2 separate regions of the Sus scrofa genome follow, and region 2 is linked to region 1. Evidence: chromatin contacts called from public HiChIP or PLAC-seq data. All regions are on one chromosome and are shown on one strand. Each heading gives the region's core, a stretch centred on a gene start, on an enhancer-like site or on the middle of the called end of the contact. The rest is flanking DNA. Distances are from core to core; before and after follow the strand shown. Region 1 overlaps SYTL1 (synaptotagmin-like protein 1). Region 2 has its middle 11 kb from the start of IFI6.

Evidence for each region. HiChIP or PLAC-seq counts read pairs in DNA pulled down with a chosen protein or histone mark.
Region 2: a contact with region 1 is called in an H3K27ac HiChIP or PLAC-seq map of alveolar macrophages. The contact joins two enhancer-like sites. A contact is called at or near these places in 1 of 5 promoter capture datasets (fetal skeletal muscle), 1 of 47 Hi-C or Micro-C datasets (embryonic fibroblasts) and 1 of 2 datasets of contacts at active chromatin or transcription factors (alveolar macrophages).

The regions. Positions count from the first base shown.
Region 1 is chr6:84,564,922-84,571,485 of Sscrofa11.1, forward strand. SYTL1 (synaptotagmin-like protein 1) reads left to right here. Exons shown (of 14, transcript XM_021095638.1): 2 at 1,574-1,802; 3 at 3,311-3,459; 4 at 3,683-3,755; 5 at 3,838-3,883; 6 at 4,352-4,424; 7 at 4,675-4,778; 8 at 4,925-5,038; 9 at 5,275-5,441; 10 at 5,729-5,825; 11 at 6,166-6,324. The coding sequence starts at 1,612. Among named protein-coding and RNA genes, the nearest start is that of SYTL1, 7.3 kb to the left of the region's middle. Within about 2 kb of position 4,735, at least 42 of the 83 cell types and tissues checked have an H3K27ac peak or open chromatin away from gene starts, as enhancers often do. A contact at or near this core is called in alveolar macrophages, where this site is marked.
Region 2 is chr6:84,843,559-84,850,754 of Sscrofa11.1, forward strand. No RefSeq gene overlaps it. Among named protein-coding and RNA genes, the nearest start is that of IFI6, 11 kb to the right of the region's middle. Within about 2 kb of position 1,718, at least 61 of the 83 cell types and tissues checked have an H3K27ac peak or open chromatin away from gene starts, as enhancers often do. A contact at or near this core is called in alveolar macrophages, where this site is marked.

The DNA.
Region 1 (6,564 bases), core at 3,485-5,984:
CAGACCTCGCAGGGCACAGACAAGCCCGCCAAACGGAGACTCACAGCGTCACAAGGTAACACAGGGGCAGCCACACAGGCTCCCCCACCAGGCCACAAAGGCGCCCCAAACAGTGCATCTGCAACACCCAGGACCTGCACCCAGGAGATGTTCAAGAAATAGTGTTACCATTGACAGGCATTTCCACAGCGTCGTCCACGACGTCCGAGAGACACCCACACCTCCACCTCCCCAGGCGAGGGTGGGGCGGCCGGGGGCGAGGGCTCACTGGACTGGTTCGCTGACTCAGTCAGGAGGGCACAGAGCGCAGGCGGGCGGCGGGCGGCGGGCGGCAGGCACAGGCCAGGACCTGCCTGCTGAGTGTCCTCTTCCCACCCCAGCCCTGCCCGCTGCCCCGGGTGGGAGGGGACTGGAGGGGCGGGAGGAGAGGAGAGACCGCCCAGTGGGCTCAGGCCACGGCTCTGCCCACGGCCCAGTCACGGGCCCCTTGCCACGTCCACACGCCCCTCAGGGCTGGGCAAATGTTTTCCTTCCGGAATCACCGTGGTACCTGGTCTGCTTTGCAGCACTTGGCCTCCACTGCTGAGACCCCAGGCAGGTCCCCGGTCGTGGGAACACATGTAGCCAGAGCAGAGGGGCCCAGGGGCTCCGGGCCAGGGGGCAGGGCTGGCAGCGGGGGCATGCGTGGGCCTCAGTGGGAGTGGGTGCAGTGGTTACCTCCGGGGGAGGAAGTTGGGCTGTGGGCTGGGGAGGAGGTTGCCTCAGACAGGAAGGCCGAGTGGGCCAGGGCAGGGTGGAGGCGAAGGGTAGAGAGAATGGACTCAGGCTGAGAGATTCCCGGGGGCCTGGGGGTGAGCAGTTATGTGTGTGCCTGGGGCGTCTGGCTGTGTGTTTGTGTGTGTGCATTTCCTGTGTGGGCGTATGTGTCGAGTATTTCTGCATTTATCTCGTCCAACTTTTACCAACCATCTGTTGTGTGCAAAGCTCTGGCTTTGGGGGTGAGGCCCTGTTCCTACCTTCAAGGAGCTCACGATCCAGTTTAGGGGATGCAGTATGTGTGTGCAAAAGTCTGCGTGATTTGTATATATGTAGACACCTGTCTTTGTCCCTAGGCTTATTCTTGGGCAGGTGGACCCATCTGTGGGTCTGTGTCTCCCTTGTGTGCACTTGCCTGTATGTGGGTGTATAGATGTGTCAGGTGCATCTCTTGGTCAGGACACATGGGTAGGAGCCTTTATGGGGGACCAGCTGTGAGTAGGCCTGTTCTTGTACAAGTGTCAGTGTGTTTGTGTGTGTGTGACCAGGTGTGCTCACCATGGATAACTGTTATCTACATGTATCCATGTGTGTGCCCGTATGTCTCTGTATATTTCTTCGAGTGTGTCCTTAAGATGTCCCTGGGCCTCGGTTTGCACATGTCCATGAGTGCATCTCATGCCACCTTGATCCCAGCTTTCCTGGGCTTGTACCCTGCCTACCAGGGGGGTGGCTATTTGGGCAGAAAAGGGCATTTCACTCCAGGATGTGCACTGTATATGGGCAGGACTTGATCTGACCCTTGGTCTGCCCCCAGGGAGCCACGTGTGCCCAGCGGGGGCACCGCCCCAGCTGATGCCCCAGAGGGGCCACCCATCTCAAGAGGGGCTCCGGGTCCTGCCTGGCCTCCTCATGGCACATGAGCCAGAGCCTGAGGCTGATGGGTTACTGGACCTCAGCTTCCTGACGGAGGAGGAACAGGAAGCCATTGCTGAGGTCCTGAAGCGAGATGCCCACCTACGGCAGCTGGAGGAGGGACGGGTCAGGTAAGGCAGAGCCGGGGAGCTCAGGAGGAAGGGGCCGCAGGTACTGGGGGCTTGGGTGGCCTCCACCCTGCCACCTACCAGTATGCAGCCTGAAACCTTTCTATCTGGGTAGGTCTTGGTTTGGCTCCCTGGTCCCCTCAGCCCTTGGCCAATTTGGCTCATCACCTCTCTTAGGTGGCTGCACCAGTCCCCTTGCCAGCCTCCCTGGCTCCAGGCTCACCCTTTCCAGTCCACCTGCCATGCTGCAGCTGGAGCACTCCAGATCTGCCCTTAATACCCTCTCCTGAAACCTCCCACGGTTCCTCAGCATCTCCAGTCAAGAGCAAGCTCCTCAACACGGCCCACAAACCTCCCTGGTTGGTCCCTGCTAGCCTCTCCATCTCATCTGCCACTAGTGAGCCCCACCCCCTGACACACATACGCAAAATGTCCACTTCAGCCACTCGGGTCCCTGAATTCCCTCTTCACTTTTTTTTTCCTTTGGGTCTCTTTTTTTTTGTCTTTATAGGGCCACACCCATGGCATGTGGAGGTTCCCAGGCTAAGGGTCCAATCGGAGCTGTTGCTGCTGGCCTACACCACAGCTCACGGCAACGCCGGATCCTTAACCCACTGAGCCAGGCCAGGGATCGAACCTACAACCTCGTGGTTCCTAGTCAGATTCATTTCCGCTGTGCCACAATGGTAACTCCCCCTCTCCACTTCTATACTGTTCCTCCTTCCTGGAAGAGCATAGTGGCAGAGAAGCATGGGACTTACAAGTAGTGATTGGGGACAGACAGATACCTCCTAGCTTGTAATCTTGGGCCTCCCCAGCACCATTCTCCTCATCTGTAAAATGGGGTGAAAGAGCCCTACCTTTTAACATTAGGAAAGATTATGCACAGTCAATTAATAATAATTATTCTTTTTCTCTACCTGAGAACTCCAATTGGTCCTTTAAGAAGCAATTCAGATCTGCCCTTAATACCCTCAGCAGTGGCTCAGCAGTAACAAATCGGACTAGTATCCATGAGGACGAGGGTTTGATCCCTGGCCTTGATCAGTGGGTTTACGAATCCGGCATTGCCATGAGCTGTGGTATAGGTTGCAGAGGTAGCTCAGGTCCCATGTTGCTGTGGTTGTCATGTAGGCCGGCAGCTACAGCTCCAATTCGAGATTCGACCCCTAGCCTGGGAACTTCCATATGCTGTGGATGGGACTGTAAAAAGATCAAGGGAAAAAAAAAGAAAAAGACGAAGAAGCAATTCAAATGTCTCCTCCTCTAGGAAGCCCTCCAGGATTCTTACAGGCAAAGCTGACCCTCTCACTTACATCATGGCTCATACTCACCATAGTGCACTTGTCTATTCCTGACTCAGTCTTCTCACCAACCTAAGCTCTTCCAAAGCAGGAATCAAGTCTGATTTGCTGTTGTATCCCTGGCCCCAGGTACAGGGCCTGGCAGAGTGGGTGGCAAGAATGTTGATTGCATGAGTGGTGATAACCACGCCCTCCCCCATCCTTCAGAAAGCTCCGGGCATCACTGGAAGACCCTGGGCAGCTGAAGATCCTAACAGGGGACTGGTTCCAGGAAGCACGCTCCCAGAGGCACCACCACACCCACCTGGGTTCTGACCTAGTCCGAGCCTCCATCCGCAGAAAGAAGGGCTCCAGGGGTGAGACGAGATCCCCAGAGTGGGGCAGGTCCCATGGAGTTCAGGGCAGTGGGTGTATATGAACAAGGAAAGAGGGCCCCTTGTTTCAGTTCCAGTTGCCCCTCGTACAGTGTGACTTTGGGTGGGCACCACCCCTCCATGCGCTACGGGGAGGTGGGTGGGCATCTCCAAGTGTCAGACCTCCTGAGAACCGGGGTTCATGGAACTTCTCACTTGGGCACAGGAGACCAGGCTCGGGGCAGCAATGGGGAGGCTGAGGCTGCTGGGAAAGAGACCGAAGAGGCGCTGGAGCCCAGGTGAGGAGGCATGGCAGGGAGTAGAGGGTGCCTGCCAGTCACCTGGGTCCCATTCCTGACAACCACCTCTCCCTCCTCTCAGGCTCCCCATAGACAAGGCCCCCCAAGAGAGTCTCAGCGAGGCTGAGGTGAGTAATGAGTAACTGAATGGGCTAAAGCATGAAGGTACAGCGTCCCGGGAGTGGAGGTGGCCTGGTTGCGGAAAGCCCCCAGCCTGAGAATCAGATGGCCCTGGTCTGGGCCTCCGTCATCCTCCTCTGTCAAATGGATGTGGGCCCAGGCTTTAAAGGGAATTCTGAATCTGGTTATTAGGGGTAGCATGGGGACTGAGCTGGGCGAGGCCCGACTCAGATGCTATCGTCCCCCACCAATGAGACCCTGGGAGTCAGGCAGGGCAGGCCCTGAAGGGTGCAGGAGTGTGACATACAGGCTAGACCGCTCCTGCAGCTGGCTGCCAGCTCTGACCTGAGGACTGTGCAAAAGCCGAAGCTGGAGTAGCCAACTGGAGCCTCTGACCTCTGACCCCTGACCCCAACATAACCTTTGACCCTTTCCCATTAGCCCCCACTGTGACTTTTTCCCCTTGCTTCTTTCAGGGACCTGATTTCCCCTCACCATATGTCCCCACTAAGGCATCAGATAATGAAGAGGAGCCCCCGGCCCAGGAAGGTGAGTGGGAAGCTGTGTGCTGTGAGCGCAGAGAGGTGGCGGGGATCAGAGGCGGCTCTAAGTGATCCCCACCACCTGTGTTCCCCTCCCTCCTCCCGCATGGGGTGGGGGGGCGGGTAGGTGTGGTCTCCGCGGGCGACTCCAGGGCAGCACTGGGGCCCAAACAGGGTTGGAAACCGGTCCCTCCAAATTTGCTCAGGGGCGGGGCAGACAGGGGAGGAGCTCGTTAAGTAGTTTGTGCCCCTCCCAGCGCCTGGGCCGGCGGACGTTCAGGTCCCAGCCGCGGAGGAGGCGGACCCGGAGCCAAAGCCGCCGTCGGGGGCGGAGGAGGAGCCGCAGCCCAGGCCTGCTCAGGTAGGCGGGAACGGCCCATGGCTGCTCTCAAGACCCGGAGCGGACTCCGGGTGGGGAGTGCCGCTGCTCTGAGGCTGCGAGCGGTAGCAGGAGGGGCGGAGTGGGGGACGGGGATAGGGGGCCCCCCTCACTTCCCCCCTCCTCAGACCCAGGAGGCGTCCGAGATCCTGGAGAATGGGGAGGAGGCCCCGGGGCCTGACCCCTCACTGGACCGTATGCTCAGCAGCAGCTCCTCCATGTCCAGCCTCAACTCCTCCACGGTGAGGGGGTGAGGGAGGAGGCCTGGGGTCGGGGGGGGGGGAAGTCCTCCCCTCCCCGTACCCGGACGCGTAGCCCCGGTGTGACCCCTCCGCACCCCCCAGACCTGCCACTCCAGCCCCCAGGCAAGCTGCTTCACTTTATCCCCCGGACCATTTGAAACCCACCGCGCTACCCCTTCCCCAGCCCCGATGTGAGCCCCGCAGCCCGCCCTAACCTCCCCACCCTCTGCCGGCAGCTGAGCGGCAGCCAGATGAGCCTGTCGGGGGAGGCGGAGGCGGCGGCAGTGCAGGTGCGCGGCTCCGTGCACTTCGCGCTGCACTACGAGCCTGGCGCCGCGGAGCTGCGCGTGCACGTGATCCAGTGCCAGGGCCTGGCCGCCGCCCGCCGCCGCCGCTCAGACCCGTGAGTGCCAGACCTGGACGAGGCGGGACGCGAGGGAGCCGCTCTCATTGCCCAACCCCACCGCTTTTCTTGGCCTCAGTTTCCTCATCTTCAAAATGGGAATGGCGTTCTGGGGAGGCGCGGGGGCTGGGTGAGACCACTGCTGCGAAGCGTTGCACGAGGCCAGGCACGCGAAGCTGCCCAGGCCGTGACTGGGGAAGCCCCGGAACTGGGGCGTAGGCTCTGGAAGGGGCTGCTAGGGTATAGGGGCCCCCCTTTACCTCCGGTCCTCATCTCCCCCGCTCCAGCTACGTCAAAAGCTACCTCCTCCCGGATAAGCAGAGCAAGCGCAAGACAACAGTGAAGAAACGGAATCTGAACCCGATCTTCAACGAGACTCTCCGGGTGAGGCTGCGACTACGTGGTGGCCCCGCATTAATGCACTGGACGCCCCTTCCTGCTGAGGCCTAGTGGCAGGGGCAGCCATGGCATCGTTACTGCCGGTCGCTCCAATCCTCCATTCTGCGGGAGGAAGGGCAGGGAGGCCCTCGCTTTCAAGCGCTTCTCCACCACGTCCGTCTAGAGGGGGGCATGGCGCTGGCCCAGACCCCTCTAATGCTCTCCAGGGCTCCCCAGGATTCCTTCCGGTTAGGAAAGTGCTAGGATAAGCCCCAACCAACACTGTCGCAGCCCTGAGGCGGGGGCCATCGGCGCTGCTCCATTAAAGTGCACGTCCTGTCCCCAGTACTCTGTCCCGCAGGCTGAGCTCCAGGGCCGTGTGTTGAGCCTATCCGTGTGGCACCGCGAAAGCCTGGGTCGCAACATCTTTCTGGGCGAAGTAGAAGTGCCCCTGGACACGTGGAACTGGGACTCCGAGCCCACCTGGCTCCCCCTGCAGCCCAGGGTGAGCAGCTGGCCCGCGTGGGGGGACCCGTGGCACAGATCTCTCTCAGCCCGGAAACTTCACCGGCCCACCGCAAAGATCTGGTCCCCGGCGGCCGATTCTGTTGGGGAGCCCAGATTCCTCAAGCCCTTCTCTTGGGCTCCGCCCCCAAAGGCCCCGCCCCGATAGGCACGCCCCATCGGTGTCTGGAGACTCCACCCCTTTACAGTCCCTTTCCCTGGGACCTTGTCCCCACCCCCT
Region 2 (7,196 bases), core at 468-2,967, 280 kb after region 1:
TTCTTTTCTCTCCTACCCCATTTTTCCCCTGAGAGGTGGGGAATTGTAGATTTCATGGGACTTATACTTCTGTAGGGGAACACACAGTAAGCAAATAATTACATGTCAATTGGTAGTGCAGATAAAAGGACAGAAGGGAAATAGAAAGTAGTATTTAGATGGGCAGCAAGGGAAGGCCCTTGGATGAGGTGGAGACACCTGAGTGAGGGGAGAGAGGCCACCTGGATATCTAAGGAAGCATTCCTAGCAGCACCAAGGGCAAATGCAAAGCTTGGAAGCAGGAGCATGCTTGGCATGTTGAAAAACAGCAAGGCAGCCACTGCAGCCAGAATGGAGCTCTCAGAGGGGAGAGTGGGAGGCGATGAGGTAGATCATGCAGGCCTTGCAGGTCACAGCAAGGACGCTGGCTTTTCCTCTGGGATGGGGAGTCGTGGGAGGGGACTGAGCATAAGAGTGACATGTTCTGACCTCCCTTTTATCAGGATGGCTCAAGCTGCAGTGTGGAGAGCAGACTGCACTGGGGAGGGCAGAACCAGGGAGGGCAGCAGGATTGGGGATGGGTGAATGAATTATAACTTGGTTTCCTTGTCAATTTCCTCCTTTGCAAGGACCTCCCGGCTTATTCAGTAACATATGCACAGGGTAGGCATGGATAAACATTTGTGGGAGGAAGAAGGGAGGGGAGGACAATAGAAGGAGGCAGGAGAGGCAGGGTCCCTTGGGGAATGGCTCTGCAAAGGCCACAGATAGTAGAGACAGCCGGCTCCTCAGCAGAGATGGAGACCAAAGGGGCTGAAGCTGGGTAAGCTGTGCCCCCTCCAACCTGGTGCCTGCCCAACCCAGGACGTGATCCCCATCAAGGACCAGGCTATGTGCAGGTTTTGCTGAAGTTCTGACATCACAGGGACCCTGGAGAGGGGGCTCCGTTCCTCAAGGTGAGAGGGTTCAAGGGTGAGGAGGCCTGAGAGGGAGAGAAGAGCAGCTTTCCTGAATTCCAGCACACCGGGGCCCTGCAGAAGGATATTATGCCCCCTTTACAGATGATAAATTGAGGTTCTGAGAAAGGAAGCCTCTCAAGGTCATACAGCAAATAAGTGGCCCAGCCCAGTTTCAGGGGCTTGGTGGCTACCAGAATGCTCCTTGGCCACTGCCTAATTTTGGTCTAGGGTCCTCCCTAGTTTGGGGGAGTGAGCAAGCACAGAAGAAAGAGGTGACTCCCAGCATACAACCAGCCCTTAGCTGCTGCCCAGGCACAGCTGCTGAGGCCCCAGTGGGGTGGCATCCAGCTGTGTGGAACAGGAGCCGTGGGACCTTCAGGACCTCAAGATGCTTCAGGCAAAAGGGGCCTGGTAGCAGGACAGGTAGACAAGAGGGGTACAAGAAAGACGTTGGGCTTTGAAGTTTGGCCTGGGGGCCACTATCTCACTGTGTGACCTTGGGTAAATAGCATTCATCCAGGAACCCCAGTTTGTGCATCTGTAAAATGGGAATAGCATCTCCTGTTTTACAGGGCTGGCATGGGGTCTGAATGAGGCAATAGGAGTCCAGGGCTACTCCTCGCCCCATAGCTCTTTGGAGGTCTGAGTTTGGGGTGGGGGGAAAAGGTGAAGCGTGTCCAGAAGAGTGAGAAGGAGTGTGGGGCTGTGTTTCTAGGACTTTCCTCGCCGAGGTCAGAGGCCCGAAATAGCCGCGCCTATGTGAGCACGTCAAGGTTTGGTTACCGGTTCTCGACCCAGCCCGCTGCGGAAAGCGGTACAGCCGCAGCGCAGGCCCCTTCCACTGTCCTATCTTCCAGCAGAACAGCGAGAGCGAGGCCAAACGCTCAGCGCTAAGTGAACATGTCCCCCGGGGACCCCGACAAGCTGAAGCTGGTACGACTGCGGACCACCTTGACGCGGTCCACGAGGACGCCTTGTCAGGTTCACGAGCCTCGCTCCCACGGCTTCTACTCCGACGGCAGCGGCAGAGAGTGGGGCCGCTGTCCGGCGCCCGCCAATCAGGAAGCAGAGGCTGATCCAGGGCACACCTACTTTGGTGACGTCACGCATCCGGCCCCGGAAACCCCGCCCAGTGGCCCGGCCTGGGAAAGGCCTTTGAGGGCCAGTGGGTGGGGCCTTTCGAAGGGTGAAAATAACTCCCGGGTGAATAGAGCACTTTATAACTGGCCTGAGAAGCACAGCCAGGTGAATAGTTTTCTAAATTTTATTTTATTTTTTGTCTTTTTAGGGTCGCACCCGCGGCATATGGAGGTTCCCAGGCTAGGGGTCTAATTGGAGATGTTGCTACCGGCCTGCGCCAGAGCCACAGCAACACCAGATCCCAGCCGTGTCTGCGACTTACACCACAGATCATGGCAAGGCCGGATCCTTAACCCACTGAGCGAGGTCAGGGATCGATCTCGCAACCCCATGGTCCCTAGTTGGATTCATTTCCGCTGCGCCAAGACGGGAACTCCATAGTTTTCTAAATTTTAAAATATAGTCATTCACTCATTCAGGTCATCCACCCATTTGTCTGTCCACCCAGCTGTCCATCTGTCTGTCTCTCCACTCAACCAAAGCTATTGGGCACTTGCTGTGTGCCAGGTGCTGCGCTGGGTGCTGGAGATAAATAACGATGAGCCCCGTGCTTGTGCTGGGAGTCTAGTGAGCAGGTCTGACAGTAACAAATGCTTACACCAATCATGCTTTTATTACAACCGTGATCAATTCTAGGAACATAAGGTACAGGCTGCTGGAATAACGGAGTGTTTAATTTAGAGTGGGGGCTCGGGTCTCTGGAGAAGTTACATTCCAGCTGACTCCTGAAGCAACAAAAGTGTTCCAGGCAAAGGAAAGAGCTTGTGGAAAGCCGTTGAGCTTGGCAGGCACTTGGAGGGTTCTGGGAAGGGAAAAGAGGCCAGCATGGCTGGAACAGAGTTGGGGGAGGGGATTATTAAATACCTCAAAGGCCAGAGTAAGGAAGTAGAATTTTATTCTAAGTGATGGACAGCCACTGGGTGGTTTGAGCCTGTGGGGTGGGAAGTGTCACTTGATCTACTTTTTTTCATATCTTCCTGGCTGTATGTGGAGAATAGACAAGAGTGAACACTGGGGGGATGTGCCTGGGCTGTGGGATGGAAATCCTGTGAAATCAGATTGTTATGATCATTATACAACTACAGATGTGATAAATTCATTTGAGTAATAAAAAAAATGAAAAAAAAAAAGAGTGAACACTGAAGCACCCATTAGGAGGAACTTGTAGATGTCCTCTGGGCTTGAGGGTAGTGAGTTAGATGGTGAGAAGGGGGGACATGTGGGTGGAAACTCGTGAACAGACTCAAGAAATAATTAGAAAATAGAATCTACAGGCTGCCTGGTTGCTCAACTGAGTGTGGTGAGGGAGGATGCATGAGGCCAAAGGAGTTTAAAATTAAGTTCCTCAATTGGCCAGTTTTTTGTAGATTCCTCTCTAGGTGCCAGGCAGTGTCCTAGTGAGACGGACTGGGTTCGAATCCTGGCCTGTCACTTGCCAGTTGTTTGCCTTTGGGGAAGTGATTTGACTTCCCTCTGCCTTGACTTCTTTTCTGTAAAACAAGGATCCTAATAACACTTAAGAGGATTATAGGATTAAATGAGTTCATACATATAAAACCTTGGATCTGGGTGTTTGGGACTGGGTTCTGAAGCTGGACTTGAGTATTTGGGGCTGAGCGTGTGGGTCTGCTTCTTGGAGCAACCAAGGCTCCATTTCTTTACCGGTCTCATGCAGAAAATTAAAACAGGATGATATGTTAGCACAGTGTTCCCACACTTGTCTGTCTTTACATTAGAATAAATAAATAAATAAATAAATAAATAAATAAAAGAATCACCAGGAGATTTTTTTTTTCTTTTTCTTTTTAGGGCCGCACTTGAGGCATATAGAGGTTCCCAGGTTAGGGGTCTAATTGGAGCTACAGCTGCCAGCCTACACCACAGCCACAGCAACACCAGATCCCAGCCACGTCTGAGACCTACACCAAAGCTCACAGCAACACCGGGATCCTTAACCCACTGGGCAAGGCCAGGGATTGAACCTGCAACCTCATGGTTCCTAGTTGGATTCGTTTCCACAGCACCAGGATGGGAACTCCAGGGGAATTTTTTTTTTAACTTCCAAAGCCCAGGCTCCCCCCAGACCAGTTAAATCGTAATCTCTGTGGGTGAAACACAGGTACCGGTAGGTTTTGAGGCCCCGTAATTCCCACCATGGTAGAGATGAATGAGGAAATAGCGGTCAAGGAGGGTTTCTTGGAGTAGACGACATTTGAATAGAGACCCCAGAGTGAGGAAGGAAGGTCATTGGAAGGCGGGGGGGGGGGGGAGGGGGGGGGAGGCCTTTGAGCGAAGCTCTGGTCTAGGTTTTTGCATACCTACCTGGAGGTGCCTTTGGGCCTGCTTCCTTCCTAACCAAGACTTCATTTCTTTACTTGTACAGATGAGCTGCCTCGAATCTCTCCTCTCTGTAGCTTTACAGCACATGGGAAAGGTGTAACTCTGCCTGTCTGCTCCATGGAGACCCCAGAGAGAAAGGAAATAGAAGGCTGCTCTGGGCCTCTCCCCCTGGGCCAGGAAGCCCATGCCCCCTAGTCTTCTGCCCCTCCCCCACAGCCATCTGCTTAAAGGAAGTGGCTCTTCAGTTCTTCACAGGAAGCCACAAGCCTCCTCTGCCACATCTCCCTCCAGCTACTGCTGACCCGGGCCCTCAGCTGGCCCAGCCCCCCAAGCCTGGGTCCAAGGATGCCTTGTTCCTGGCAACGCCATCTGCTGCCCAGACAAGAAGTGTGTGTGTGGAGTGCTCCACTCATTACCTTTATTTTTTATTTCTTTTTTTTTTGCCTTTTCTAGGGCCGCTCCTGTGGCATATGGAGATTCCCAGGCTAGGGGTCTAATCTAATCGGAGCTGTAGCCACCGGCCTACACCAGAGCCACAGCAACTCGAGATCCAAGCCGCGTCTGCGACCTACACCCCAGCTCACGGCAACGCCGGATTCTTAACCCACTGAGCAAGGCCAGGGATTGAACCCTCAACCTCATGGTTCCTAGTTGGATTCGTTAACCACTGAGCCACGACGGGTACTCCATCCGCTCATTACCTTTAAATCCCTGTGCTCATTACCTTTAAATCTAGGCTGTGGGCCTAGAAGTGAGACCTGACTGCAGAGGGTCTTGAATGCTGTACTCGGGAGTTCCGGAGATGCGAGGGCCTGGAAGGGGAGGAGGGGGCAGGCCCTGCTGGAAGGCTCAGGGTTGACTGCCCCTGTGAGCTTCAGGAGCTCCTGCTACAGAGCATGCGGGGGGGCTGATTCATTTTGGTCTCTAGTGTCTGTGGTGGGGCCGCCCCAGGGAAGGCTTTTGATAATTGTGGAACTGCTCAAGGATGATTCAGCCGATGAGGATTCCAGGCTGAGACTGTGCTGTCACCTGGTGGCCACATTGGTGTATGGCACAATGGAATTGTGGGACCCTTGTCCAGGGGGGGACTGAGTGGATTTTCAAGGGCCTGGGGGGGCCAAGGAGGCCCCTTAAAGAATAAAAGAAATCTCCAGATAAAGGGATTTTCTCAAAGTGCAAGACACCTCTAACTTGAGCACTTTGAAAAGACATTTTAGGTCTAGAGAAGAGTCCAACTCTTCCCTTCCGGGTTTATAGACTAGGACACTGAGGTCCGGAGAGAGGTGATGACGTCAGAGGACCTCAACTTGTTTTCCATCAAGTCAGCCACACAGATGGGATCTATTTTGGGGCTTGTCTCAGGGTGTGGTCCCAAAGTAAGGAACTGCCCTGCATGTTTCCAGCCACCCTTATTTGTGACCAAACACGGCATCTCTCAGCACCATCGCTCACCTTAGTCACCAAAGTTGGCACCGCAAGGTAGCTTTTGGCAGCTTCCAAAAATAAAGTCAACCCTCAGAGGGCCAGACTCTGATAGGACCCAGAGGATTCAGAAGCCTCTGCTTCAGCCTCAGCAGTTTTAGGGCAGGAAGCACCAGGCCGCTCTGATGTCCAACCCCTCGAGGAAGCTAGGACTCAGAGAGGGCAAGTACCCTGCCTGTGTCCCCAACCTGGAGCTGGGCCAGGACCCAGCTGTGTGTGTCTCTGAGGACCATTTCCAAGGAGGAGGCCAAAGGCGCTCAGCATTTCCTAACTTGTTGCACTCGCAAATTCTGGTCTGTGTTCATCATTCTGTCTCATATTTGTGGACAAGAGGATTGTGGTCAATGAAGAACAACAAGGGCCAAGATGGGTTAAAGGAGATAAGGATGAGGAGGGGGCGACAGGGAAGGGAGAAGAGGGGTCATGGATGCTTGGGGCAGGGAGGCTTCTGGTTTGTGCGCTGTGGGCTCCAGGTAGGTAGGAACTGGGTTTCTTCCACTGCAGTGTCCTTAACACCTGGCACAGTGCCTGACACTGAGTGAGTGCTGCAGAATGAAAGCAAGGCATTATCCCGCACGGATACAGGCCCAAAGGCCCTTAAAGATGGGTCATTGTCAGTGTCATTCAGCCTAAGAACTGCTGAAGCCTCAGATCTAAAATTTGGAAGCAGGGAGTTCCCGTTGTGGCTCTGAGATAACAAACCCAACTAGTATCCATGAGGATGGGGGCTCGATCCCTGGCCTCATTTTGTGGGTTAAGGATCTGGCATTGCTGCGAGCTGTGGGGTAGGTCACAGACCCATCTCAGATCTGGCATTGCTGAGGCTGTGGCATAGGCTGGTAGCTGTAGCTCTAATTTGACCCTTACCCTGGGAACTTCCATATGCTGCAGGTGCAGCCCTGAAAAAAAAAAAAAGCCAAAAAAAAAAAAAAAATCCGGAAGCAAAACTGTTCATCTCTCTCTGGTCTTGATGCTGTTCAAGGCAATATGATCTCTAGGGAATAAGGGTGGTGGTGTATGTCCTGGAGCAGGGTGCTCACCCTCAGGAGGAAGGAAGAACAGGGGCTGTGAGCCCCAACAGGTAAACCTTGACCTCCAAGTTAGATTATCTAATTCCTGCTTGTTGCTTGGCTATTTCCTCTTTGCTTTATGCAAGTCCTTAGTCATAACAGGAGACATTCACTCAGTGCTTACTATGTGCCAGGCAAGGTATTAACTCCGTCATTATTTCATCTAATCTCATAACAAAAACCCTGTGAAGTTGATGCTATTATCATGCTCAGTTTACAGAGGCGG